Linked DNA regions of Hordeum vulgare: region 2 is linked to region 1. Evidence: chromatin contacts called from public Hi-C data. All regions are on one chromosome and are shown on one strand. Each heading gives the region's core, a stretch centred on a gene start, on an enhancer-like site or on the middle of the called end of the contact. The rest is flanking DNA. Distances are from core to core; before and after follow the strand shown. Region 1 holds the start of LOC123448597 (probable protein phosphatase 2C 75). Region 2 has its middle 350 kb from the start of LOC123448598.

Region 1 (6,393 bases), core at 2,284-4,783:
GAAGTGGTGGAAGCTTAAGGGGGAGGCAGCTCAAGCTTTCAAGGTGAGGGTCATTAAGGAGGAGGAAGGAGGTGATGCAAACAATAGGTGGATGAAGATGGCAACTTGCAATCGTAAGGTGGCTTCATAGGAGTTTGGAGTGAATAGGGGAAGTATAAGCCAACCAAAGATACCTAGTGGTGGTAGGATGATGTCCAGAAGGCTATTAAGGAGAAGGAAGACTGTTTAAGACGCCTACTCCTTGTTAGGAGTGCAGACAACATAGAGAAGTACAAGGTGGCAAAGAATGCCGCAAAGCAAGCTGTGAGTGAAGCAAGGGATCGGGCGTGCGGGGACCTCTACCAATACTAAGGCACGAATGAAGGCGTAAGGGGCACCTGTAAGAAGATGGCCAAGATTCGAGAGAGGAAGACAAGGTATGTCAACCAAGTCAAATGCATCAAGGATGGAGCAAATCAGCTCCCGGTGAAGGACGAGGAGATTAAGCATATATGGCGGTAGTACTTCGACTAGCTATTCAATGGAGACAATAAAAGCTCTACCATTGAGTTAGATGACTCCTTTGATGATACCAACAAGCGTTTTGTGCGACGAATCCAGGAGCCTGAGGTCAGGGAGGCTTTAAAAAGGATGAAAGGAGGCAAGGCAATGGGCCCTGATTGTATCCCCATTGAGGCGTGGAGAGGCCTTGGAGACATAGCGATAGTATGGCCAACTAAGCTTTTCAACCTCATTTTTCGGCAAAACAAGGTGCCAGAAGAATGGGGGCAGAGTATATTAGTACCAATCTTCAAGAACAAGGGGGAAGTTCAAAGTTGTATTGGTTACCATGCAACTAAGCTGATGAGCCATACAATGAAGCTATGGGAGAGTCATTGAGCACCGCTTAAGAAGAATGACAAGCGTGACCAAAAATTTGTTTGGTTTCATGCCTTGGAGGTCGACCGTGGAAGCTATTTTCTTGGTACGACAACTTGTCGAGAGATATAAGGAGCAAAAGGACATGCTTATGGTGTTCATTGACTCCGAGAAGGCCTACGATAAGATACCGCAGAATGTCATGTGGTGGGCCTTGAAAAAACACAAAGTGTAGCTGCGATCTGGGGTCTATGGATGGTAAACCATAGATGGGAATTAGCACAATCTAAAGGCCTCTCAGGTGTAGCTGTGAATCAAATGTTTATCATTTGCATACAAATAAAGATGATTGTACCATATCCATCATGTCAAACATAATATATACGTTTTCCACAACTTAAAAAAAACTGCTTTATTTCCAACTTTTGTTTCTGCAGTAAGAATAATGTAGTGAAGTTACTACCATGGTTATCAGCAAGAACAGGGTGAAAATTCTAAGTCCTCACTCTTCAAATCTTAGAAATATAAACATATATAAAATGATTGGAGACAAGGAAGAGATAACATACATTCTTGCTCTGAGAAAATGAGCAAGAATGTACCAACTCAGCAGCAACAGAAAAGAACCGTTCAATTCATGGCATCACATAAACAGTCACAATTAGTAGGATTAAGCCAACACATTAAACAGAAGAGATATAATACAGAAGATTCATTAATTTAAATTTGAGAGTGAAAGATATTTACTTGGATGATCAGGTTTCAGGTCAACTGTCAACTGATGGGCAACCAAATGACCGTTCTGATCTCTAGTGCCTAATACAGCTCTAGAGTCACCTAGATTCCCGACAAAAAGATCCTGACCCTGATGGTATAGAGGGAAAAAAAATCAATTGCTCATACCTGGAATTTTTGAGTAATTAAAGCTGTTTAAAGAATAAGTTCCACTGTATACCTGTTTAATTAAAGTAACTGCGGTAGTTCCACTGCAAATGCTATCTATGTTCCGATGTAATTTAAGCTCCTTATCCATAACTCTAAAAGCTTTTCGGAAAGACTCTTTCATTGAGTCAAAGAATTCTAGATGTTCTTCTTTCTGTGCAGTGAATGTGGGAGACTTGTCCCCTGCATCTGGGTATGGAGATAAACTCTCTTCTAAAACTGATCCATCTGAATTGCTGATTGGGCTCGCTCCATAGTCATCATATATCAAATCACACAGCTTCAAAGGGAGAGTATCTCTTACTTTCCGCGCGACGAGATGGCCATGTGGACCATGACCATCAAAAACTCCACAAAATACTGTGTCTGATCTCCCATTGAAGTTCTGTATATCATGCCCCAAGGCATCCAAGAGCAAGAAAATGAGGCAGACATAAATATGCATTTGTCAAGTATCTATATTATTTAATGGAGAATGCTATAGCACCAATGCAACGGCGATGTTGACATCCACCTGATGTCAATGCATGCTCACCCATCACACCTGCGGAGTCGGTCGTGCCACAAGACCAGGCTCCACAAGTTCATTCGATACAATTGGCATGATTTAATTCATAAAGAGTGTCAGAAGTGAAATGAGTTAGAACAAAAGGTCACTATTCTGTTATCTTTTGATGTGCACACAACTGTTGGATTCAAATAAATTTTTCACTCAAGGGGGTACTCTTTGACTGGGCGAGTCATTTATCTGATCCTGCATTTTCAAGCATGCCTCCTTCGAGCATGGACAGTTTCATCTAGAACATAACCTCATGGCCTAAAACGCATAATAATCAATGACCCCCTTAACTAAGAGACAGCATATGGGTATGCAAGATGGTTGCCATATCCAACAAATAAGTCTTCATAGTTCATATGAAAGTATGGAGGTGGGATAGATGGTGGCCAATACTAAGAGCCTGTTCGGAGTCCCTCCACTCCACAACTCTGCTACTGGAGCAGGAGAAGTCGACCTGAACACTATTAACTCGGTGGAGTCGGCGGAGCGGAGTGAGCTGCAGTCAAAAAAATTGGAGTGGGGAAAGAGGTGCTCCGCAGATCCGAGGACTTCGTAGAGCTGGTGGATTACCAAACAGGCTCTAAATCCTCCATCAGTTACAGCTAGAAACATCTTCCGAGCAACATTCATAGCCGTCGAGTTGTTTATTTTCAAATATCAAGCCGACATGTAGTCTCGTGTTAGCTAAAACGAGTTGGATCATTATGCCTTGTTTATCCTGTGAAAGCCCCTCGAGTTGATGGCACTTCATATTTTGATATTTAGTGTATCATTTTAACTCGAGTAGTTGACGTTGCCTGGCCTGATAAATAAACAACCCCTAATTGTTCACGATACTTCAACTCCAAGAAAATTATTTTTACTACTAAAGCTCATTAATCAAATGAAGAAGAAATGAGCATTCAAAGCACAAAAACTGTAAACGCAATATACTCCAGTAAATACAGGGATCTTGTTGTGCAGATACCTCCCACGCGACCATGGCGTCTTGGTTGGTGCCCTTCTTCCCCTGCCGCGTGAAGAGGCAAGCCACATTGCCCGTCCCAATCCCAGCAATCCTCCCGGGCGCCTCCTCCCCCCTCCTCCTGCCTCCTCCCACCTTCCCGGGTAGTGCCGTCACCTCCATCGGCCGCTGGTCTGCCGGCAGGCAGGACCCCATCGCCAGCGCCCTCACCACATCCTGCAGGCAATCCAGGCACCCGCCTCCACCGCCCCCTCCCCCACCACCCGACGACGGCGCCGCCGTCGCCACCGCTGCCGCCGTTATCGCCGCCGTCTTGCCCCGTTGGTCACAGCCCAAGCCACCCTCAAAGATTCAGCCTCTGCGCAACGCAACGCAAGGCTGCCAAGATTTCGATCTTTGCGAGAGGGGCGGTGGCGTTCTTTGATGGCGTCGTGGACGGGCCAACCAGCGCCAACGGGGACACGTCACGAGCTAACCAGAAAAGTAGAAAAGGGAGGGCGGGATCGGACAAGAATAGGGAATCCAACAGCGAAAATGGGGACAATGAAAAATAGCAATGGCGCGGGGAGGAACAAGCGGCTCGGCGTGGTTTGGTGCAAGGGGATCGGCGGCCGGATCGGTCGGCTCCTTATGTGGACCGGAAAATAATTCTTTTATGCATCTTTTAGCTCATACCATAGGAATATCACAGGAATTAAAAGACTATAAAAATTACATGATATGCATCTTAAATTCTATGGATATGAATATAAAAAATAAACTTTAGTTCACATCATATTTTTTTCATTGATTCTAGACTAATATTTATTTTTCTTTGAAACAAGGAGGATATGAATAATAATTACTTCTTCCGTTTCAAAATAAACATTGTAAATTTATTGTTGAATTAATATAAATTTTCTACTAAATCAACAACATTTATTTTAAGACGAAGGGAGTACTTTATATGAATGAAACTCTATTCCTACAAACCAAAGGGAAGAATTTGTCATATACAAATCTTATCCTATAAAATAATTCCAAACAAGGAAGGCCTTACAACTCTTTGAGCCACGGAACTTCAAAAATATTGAAAAAATAAAATAATATAGCAATATTAAATGTATAAAACATATGAGTGTGAAACACAAAATTTTGAGTAATTGTATGTTTAGTTTGTGGAAAACATAGTCAAATATACCCCTATATTATGTGCGCCAAGCTAATGCAATTCAACGAACTTGGGTGCTCGATCGATTGTTTCACGTCTTCATGTGCGTAGTCCTTCTGGTTTGGACTTTGTTTTATTGCTAGGTGGGATTTACCGCTAAAGGCCGAGAGTCGAAATATCTTGAGTTATGCCTGTTCTTCATCCTCAAATGCTCGCCCCGTCTTCGCTCTTTTAAAAAGTATTTCTTTTATTTAAGAACTATGGTCTAATCGAACCAATAAAAGTATACAAGCTAGCAAGATAAACAACACTTGCACACATACAAAAAAAATGCTTGGAGTCCACTTTAAGGGGGTTGTAAGTCCCTTCGTCTTGCTAGTTGGAAGGTAAAAAGCAAATAGTGATACATAGTGATATGGCAAACAACAAAGTATTGAGAGAGAGCAGTAGAGCAAATGTAGAATGGACGCGGGGCCATAAGTTCACTAGTGACTTCTATCCTGAAAGTGGATAATGACATGGTAAATAAATTAATGTTGGACAACTGACATATAATCATCATACATAACTATGACCATTCATGGCATAAACTTGTATAGGCATCATATTCGTGACAAGTATGCTTAAATTGAACTGCATCTACTGCTATTACTCCACCCAAATACTACTATCAAACATGCATCTCAAAGTCTTAAGTTTGCAAGAAATAAGGAAAGCAATAAGCAAGATGACATGATGTATACAGAAAGAAACCTAACACCTAAGATCAATCATCATCGTTTTATCCTCAGTAGCAACAATACATCACGTGCTTTCGCTGTTGGAGATATACCCTAGAGGGAGTCATATGATGATATTTCCTATGTGTTTATGAATAAAGATAGTCCTTGGACATTATTAATGATGTGTATTAACAAGTACGTGTCTTGTTTGTGAGACTATGCATTGTATGATGACTATCCTAAATGGTCCCTAGTCAAAAGGGTTGTGTGGACGCACAACCAATCAGACTAGCATATGATACGGTGGATTATCCGGTCTCATTGATCATGTAGCATTTGATGCTACCCGGATAATATGAACTCAAAACGATCTGGTTGGTTTGACGTAGTTGGATCCGAGTCGAGATAAGTTCGAAGTTGGACAGACCCAACTATGAGACACATCGATAGGTCATCTTGAGTCTCTAGTACAACATACTTTCTATGTCCTAAGACCTGAGCTGGTGTATTTACTCGAGATGGTGACATGCCTACTTTGGGCCGACCAAACGCTACTCCGTAACTGAGGAGTTACAAAGGTAGGTTTCGGGCTTGTCTAGATCCATGCTGCGAGACATGTTCGAGCAAGATGGGATTTGCCTCTCCGATCAGGAGAGATATACTATGGGCACGTCGAGTAACCCGACCTGGATAAGCATGGCCATGCGATGAGGATTCTGAGATAATACAAAGTGTTGGTCAGATTCACCAGAACGAGAAAGAGCTCGTGCTACAACAAGGATGACCATGTCGCCTTGAGCACGACAACATATATCGTGTGGCAAAGGGAACAGAAGTGTGAAGTACAGGTTCATCTAACCAGCTTCATCGGACACTTGGAGTCGGCACGCTTTGCTAGAGGTTGATACGTCCATTTTGCATCATGCTTTCATGTTGATATTTATCGCTTTTTGGGTTGTTATTACACTTCACGGTACAATACTTATGCTTTTTCTCTCTTATTCTGTAAGGTTTATATGAAGAGGAAGAATGCCGGCAGCTGGAATTCTGGCCTGAAAAAGGAGCAAGTTTGAGATACCTATTCTGCGCAACTCCAAAAGCCGTGAAAATCAACGAGGATTTATTTTGGATTTTATAAATAATACTGGGCCGAAGAAGTACGAGAGGGGCGCCAGCAGGAGGCCACAAGCTTGCTAGG
Region 2 (6,854 bases), core at 2,309-4,808, 450 kb before region 1:
CACACACAAAACAAAACTTGATCGGATCTTCTTAACACATGTGTCTGAATGCGTCCACGAATGTATAGAGGATTGGATTAGTTAGGTCATACTCTAGATGCTCTTGGGACTACTTAGAGCACCAACAAGCCGACCCAATTCGTTTTCCTGTGTTTATTCGGGTCAAAACGAATAGAAGTGTCGGTCCAATGCACCGATCCAAACTTAATACGTGTCCGTCTAGACACATTTTACACCGAAATTTGGGTCACATTTGAATTCACACGGGCACGAAACAGACAAGGCGCACATCTTCTTGGTGTTTGTTGCGGCCCCATATGTTCCCCGGTATGCGCACGCGCAAGCGGAGGAGGTGCGCAGGCGGTGGGAGGTACTGACCCCTAGCAGCGGTGGCACCCTGTATACGCGGCCAACTCTCCAAACTGGGATGTTCGGTTCGCTATGAAACACGATGAGGAGAGCTTGCACAATGTCCACATCGTTGTTTGGGTTATTAAATATCTATTTTTCCTTTTGTAATCTGCATTTAAGATTTTGAGTACATGACTGTGTTGGTTGAAGAGTCGATCCAAATGAAAAAAGAAACACTAGCGTCCGCTCGATGACCCAAACGGACATATGACCCATCCGTTTGGGGTCGGTCCGCTAGAGTTGCTCTTAAGTGGTCGTCGTCATTTTTCACTTCTAGCGTTAGCGATCTGTACAAATAATGATCCTAAGGCCACTGCCTACAGCTAGATGTTTTAAGAAGATAGCTAGTTGCACTCTCCCATCTCACTTGGAGAGTGAAAGAGAGATACGCTATTTAATTTGAACTGCAACTGAGCCACTTAAGTTAAGATGAAACGCTACTGTCTATTGAGATGGATGAATCAATAGGTATTTGGGGCATACTTTTGAGTTACCCGGGACGGTCGTCCATACCGGCGCCTACGCTGTCGCCGTCGTGGGCTGGCGTGTCAGCGAACGCACATGTGCAACAACATCAGATCATTCTTGTTGTAACGGAGGACCTCACCGTTTTCAAAAGATGTTGTCTGTCGAACTAAATTGGAATCACACAGAAGACACGAGCTGCTTGCCTTGGTGAAATCAAACAGCCATCAACATCAAATCGGACGGCTAGCTAGCCGGATGGTAAAAGCCGGTGGTGCTAGAACTTGACGTAAAAGGTCACTTTAGTGCTAAAACTTATGGTGTACATCGAAGTGATGCAACTTGGCTTTCACATGCAAATACATTGCTAATCATGTTTGTATACAACAACGATATTAACAAGGCATACCTGCATGGCGCGAGGACCACTGTGAGTGACAGCACAATGAAGTTGAGGCGTGTGCCTGCTTTTTATTGCGAAAATCACTCCGTTTTTTCAACAAAAAAGCCCTCGACATGAAATCAGTTTGTCTTTATTTATTTATTTACTTATTCTAGAAAACATACCCTCACAAAAATGGAGCGGTCGTTATTCGACCAAGGGACGTGTATTTCCTGCGTGAACAGCTAGCCACCCCATCCCAGTAATCCTATAAGTACAATAAAGAAATAATTTATAGATCTTCAGTTAAACAACATAAATGTTTCTTGTAAAAATAAGTATCCGGCCATTGAAATTCGAGCAAGCAACCTTGGATCAACAAGCGAGCTAGACTGCCACCCCAACAATTATAATTTCATGTTTACATGGAATTATCACACATTATGTCTATAGCAGAACACACTCATAGGCTAGAACGGACTTCACTCAGCGCGACCCATATTCAACATGTTACACCTTGTTTGGAGGTAGGAAAAACTGACACGGAATTGGAAATCTAGAATTTATGAACCGATTTCACTGTACGGAATGGTTACAAAATTGGTTCATGAAAACGTAGTCGAATTCCAAGCCACGTCCCGCACGCATCCGCCCCATGCGAAAAGTTTCCAAGCCTATGACCTCATAATCGCACGGAACGTTCTCTGCCCCCCACCCTCACATACCCCTTCGCTCCCATGCGAGACCCAATGCTCCCCACCTCCGTCGCTGCCGCATCCAACCACCTCTCTCGCCGCATCCGGCCACCCCCGCCCCTGCATCTGGCCACCTCCGCTACCGTCGCATCCGGCCACCTCCGCCCCTGCATCCGGCTACTCCGTCCGATCCCGCCATAGCTGCTCCGTCCCGAGCCCCGAGCAAGACCCGAAGACCCGCGGCCTAGGGTTCGCCCGCCACCGCCGTCGCATCCGGCCACCTCCGCACCGCATCCGGCCAATTCCACCCCCGCATCCAGCCACCTCCGCCCCCGCATGTGCCTGCTCTGCCCTGAGCCTCGAGCGAGACCCGAAGCCCCGTCGCCTAGGATCCGGCCACCGCCATCCGGCCACCGCCGCCATCGCCGTATCCGCCACCTCCGCCCCCACATCTGGCTGCTTCGTTAGTGATTTCATGGTTTGCACATCCAAACATGATTTGGAATTAGGTGCTAGCCTTTGATTCCAACAACAAATACCAAGGACATCCAAACAACATGATTTGAATTGGAGGCCATTTCCTTTCCATCTTGGATTTGGTATTCGAGTCCGATTCAATTCCGAGCCACTTTTTTCTACATGCAAACACGGGTTAGTATTTTTAAAATTAAATAAAACAATTGAACTATAATTTTGAGTAATATACATATAAATAAAGTAAATATATTTTTGAAATTTACATATTATTTCATCAGATGTAAAACTACTAAATTAATAAAAATCCAAAATAAATAAATTATGAATCATAATAAAATCAATCAATTTTAAAAAGTGTTTTCATATTAATGAAAAAGATATGTATGTATATATATTTATATTTTGATAAATTCTTACATGATTTCAATTTTTTCATGCTTTCAATAAAATATTCATCCCTTGAGACTATTATACGTTTACAATGTATAAAAGTGTCGATGCTATAAAAAAGTTATGTTGTTTTCGAAGTGGTCATGTGTTTTTGATAAAGTTTTTGTGAGTTCTAAGAAGGGATTCTACATTTTTAAATAAAAACAATTATATGTATGAAAAAACAAGTCAATTTATGTTATAAGAAATAAAGTTTTAGTGAATTGAAATATTAATTAAGGTTGTTTAACCAAGTGATAGAAAAGACGTATCCTTCATAGATTACTGAAGAGGTTACAGTACTTCATAGATTACTGAGCATCACAACAGAGATCGTTCTTGATACAATCCAGAACTACACCACGATAAAAAGATTAACATAGTGCTCACAGCTATGAGCTAGCTTGTGTGCCTCTACATTCATACCTTGCCTGACATGTAGGAAAGAACAATAGGAAAACCCAGATGCAAGAGAGTTGATATCCGAGACGATGGTGCCCACTGTCGATCGATCTTGAGTCTTGGACTTGATTTTGTTCACCATGGTGAGGTAACCAGACGCCAACAGAATTGACGTGCAGCCTTTAGATCGGCACACCTCAAGAGCGTGTCGGATTGCCAGTGCCTCAGCCAGCTCGGGTTCAGAGAAGCCCTGAAGCTTCGCGTTGCCAGCCAAAAGGCACTCCCCAAGGTGGTTCCTGGCCACAAAACCCATCCCCATCCGCCGAATAGATGGGAACAAAGCCGCATCGACGTTCACAGCCACAAACCCAGTGGGCGGCGGAGTCCAAATAAAGGTTGAAGGAGAAGACTCACTCCTCGGACCAGGTTCGGGCTTAGAACAATGTTGCATCACCATACAGGTATAGGCATGATTTTTTTTTTTGAAACGGAGGCAAAAGATTTGCCTCATCGCATTAATTAAGAAGAGAGCAGTACAAATTTGTGGTTACATGGCCACTGAGGCCAAAGTAGGAAACAAGTTAACTACCTCCCTGAAAAATGTTCCCAAGAGACTTAGCTCCAGCTTTTATCCATAATTGTGCCTCAACCTTAATAGAAGCAACAACGTGGGTAGGCAAGGTTGCTTTGTTTTGAAATACCCTCGCATTCCTCTCGTTCCAAATTACCCAGCATATTAGCATCTTCAGGGATTTTAAGGCCTTTTTGCGTGTGCTGGTGGCTGGACCATCGGCATCCCAGCACTTCTGGACAGACGGGAGACCTACCCATGAGTTGATCTGTGAAGGAATCCCCAGCCAACCATTGATTGAGTTTCAAATCCTGACCGAGTATCGGCATTTAAAAAAGAGATGGGTAGCAGTTTCCGATTCTCTTTTGCAAAGCTGACAGAGGCCACAATTTGGCCATCCTCTACGGGCTAGTCTATCCGCTGTCCACACTCTGTCTTGAAGGATGAGCCATGAGAAGAATTTAATTTTAGGCGGCGCCCAAAACTTCCATACCATCCTAGGCATGTCTGATTTAATTAACCCCGCAAATTGCATCCTGTAAGCTGTGGCGGCGGAATAGCATCCATCCGCCGTGAATTTCCATCGAATGGTGTCCTCCACGGCCGTCTGTATTTGGGCCTCCTGGATCTTGCTACATAACTTCACAAATTGTTGTATTTGGACAACAGACAGTCCTCCCTGCATGTCGACGCGGCTAATCCAATCATTGTTTGCCAATGCTTATGCCACGAATGTCTTCTTGCGCTTGGAGAGGGCAAAAATGTCCGGTGCCACATCTTTTGGTTTCTGCCCTTGCAACCAAGGAGCAAACCAGAAGCTGGCCTTCTTGCCATCTCCTATGGTCACCGTTGTCGCGGAGTAGAACAAGTCTGTGTCGTCGGCATCGCAAGGAATGTCGAAATCAACCCAAGCCCTTTGGGGGTCCACCCACTGGAACCATAGCCATCGTAGTCTGAGTGCTTTGGAAAACTTATCAAGATCGAGAATCCCCAGACTTCCCAAGTCCAGTGGTCTACACACCAGCTTCCAGTTGACCTTGCATTGTCCTCCAGACACCGTGCTGGTGCCTGCCCACAGAAAGGCTCTCTGAAGCTTGGTGATATCAATGAAGGTCCCAGCTGGAATGTTTAGCGTTGTGATGAAGTATATGGCTAGGGACGATAGCACTGATTTAACTAGGGTGACTTGCCCAGCAATGTTAATGTTCCTGCTTTGCCAAGGAGGGAGTTTCCCTGCCAACTTGTCCACCAAGAATTGATAGTCCGACTTCTTGAGATTATGTGTGGAGAGCGGAAGGCCCAGATAACGCAAAGGGAATCCAGTTCTGGTGGCAGGAAAACTTTGGAGGATGTCCTCGAGATCAACGTTTGCGCAATGAATGGGTGCAACAATACTCTTGCTGGGATTGGCCATGAGGCCGGTGACCTCCAAAAAGCTGGTCAAGATTGTCGCTAGGTTCTGGATGTCCTCCTTGATAGGAGCAATGAATATGGCCGCGTCATCAGCGTAGAGGGAAGTGCGCATTGCTGCAGTCCGTCCACGGAGGCGATGGAGAAGGCCAATCTCCGTGGCCTTATCCACCAGCTGCTGTAAGGGGTTGATTCCGATGACGAATAGGAGAGGAGATAGCGAGTCTCCCTGTCATAGCCCTCTACCCAGATGTATTGGCTCACCCGGGATCCCATTGATGAGTACTCACGAGGATGATGTGGCCCATATGGCAGTAACCCAGTTCCTGAATCTGGCAGGGAAGCCTCGCCGCTGAAGTAAGTCCAATTGGTAGTCCCAACGAATGGTATCAAAGGCCTTCTTGATATCTAATTTTAGCAGCAAGGAAGGCGTCTTAGTCCAATGAAGGCGTCGAATGAAGCCTCTCACAAACATAAAGTTATCATGGATGCTTCTTGATTTGATGAAAGAGCTTTGGGAGCGAGATACTAATTCATTCATGAAGGGGGCCAGCCGAGTTGCCATGATTTTGGACAGAATCTTGATGAATGCATTGATGAGGCTGATGGCGCAAAAATCTACTATGTCTTCAGCGCCTTCCTTCTTAGGCAGTAACACAATGTTGGTTGATTTTAGCCAATGAAGATGTGTGGTTAGGAGATTTGAGAAGGAGTTCACCGCATTCATCATATCCTCCTTGATTATTACCCAACAAGACTTGAAGAAAGCTCGTGTGAAACCATCTGGACCCGGTGCCTTGTCACCTGGTATTTGCGACATGGCGGTGAGAACCTCGGTCTCTGTGAAGTTGTCACCCAGACTGGATAAATCACACTGATTGAATTGAAGGGCCTCCCAATTAAGGTCTTTGGATCGACTTGGCCCTTTTTGGAGGATCGCAGTGAAGTGATCTTGAGCAATCTTTGCTTTTTCGTCATGATAGGTTACCCACCCTGGGCCGACTTTTAGCCTGTGGATGTAATTCTTCCTCCATCTCGCATTAATTATTTGATGGAAATATTTGGTATTAGCGTCTCCAACCTTCAAATTCTTCACCCTTGCGCATTGCTTTTTCCTCGTTCGTTCAAGCACGGCTAGGCTAATGACTCTCCTCATTAATGTAGCCCTCAAATTTGACTCTTGTTGTGAAAGAACTCTCAAGTCTTGAGCCATGTCAAGATGAAGAATGACATGCAAAGCCATGTGCAGCTGAATTTTTGCATCGGAGAATAGTCGGCTGCTCCAACATTTTAGCATGTGGGCTGTTCTTTGCAGTTTGTGATATAAAATGTGGTAGGGCTCCACATGATCAATTGTCTTTGCCCAAGCTTCCTGCACTGCCGTCTTGAATCCAGGCATTGAAATCCAGAAGTTTTCAAACCGAAATGTTCTTGGGCGCTTTGGTCCATGCGCTTGAAACAGGAGCAAAGGGCAGTGGTCCAAGAGCGATGATGAGAGCGCATGTAGTATATGGCCTTGAAAGGAGGTGTCCCACTCTGAGTTGCAAAAGAAGGAGTCTAGTGTACTCAGAGTGGGGTTTTGACGCTCATTGCTCCATGTGAATCGCCTATT

The links. Hi-C and Micro-C count contacts between places; a contact is called where the count stands out from the background.
Region 2: a contact with region 1 is called in a Hi-C map of leaf, with 2.1 times the contacts expected there. The contact joins the enhancer-like site here to the promoter of LOC123448597 in region 1. A contact is called at or near these places in 2 of 6 Hi-C or Micro-C datasets (leaf and seedling).

What each region holds. Positions count from the first base shown.
Region 1 is chr4H:348,218,061-348,224,453 of MorexV3_pseudomolecules_assembly, reverse strand. LOC123448597 (probable protein phosphatase 2C 75) reads right to left here and starts at 3,533. Exons shown (of 5, transcript XM_045125546.1): 1 at 3,327-3,533; 2 at 1,814-2,185; 3 at 1,606-1,723. The coding sequence starts at 3,518.
Region 2 is chr4H:348,667,910-348,674,763 of MorexV3_pseudomolecules_assembly, reverse strand. No RefSeq gene overlaps it. Among protein-coding and RNA genes, the nearest start is that of LOC123448598, 350 kb to the left of the region's middle. Within about 2 kb of position 3,558, at least 2 of the 3 cell types and tissues checked have open chromatin away from gene starts, as enhancers often do. A contact at or near this core is called in leaf and seedling, where this site is marked.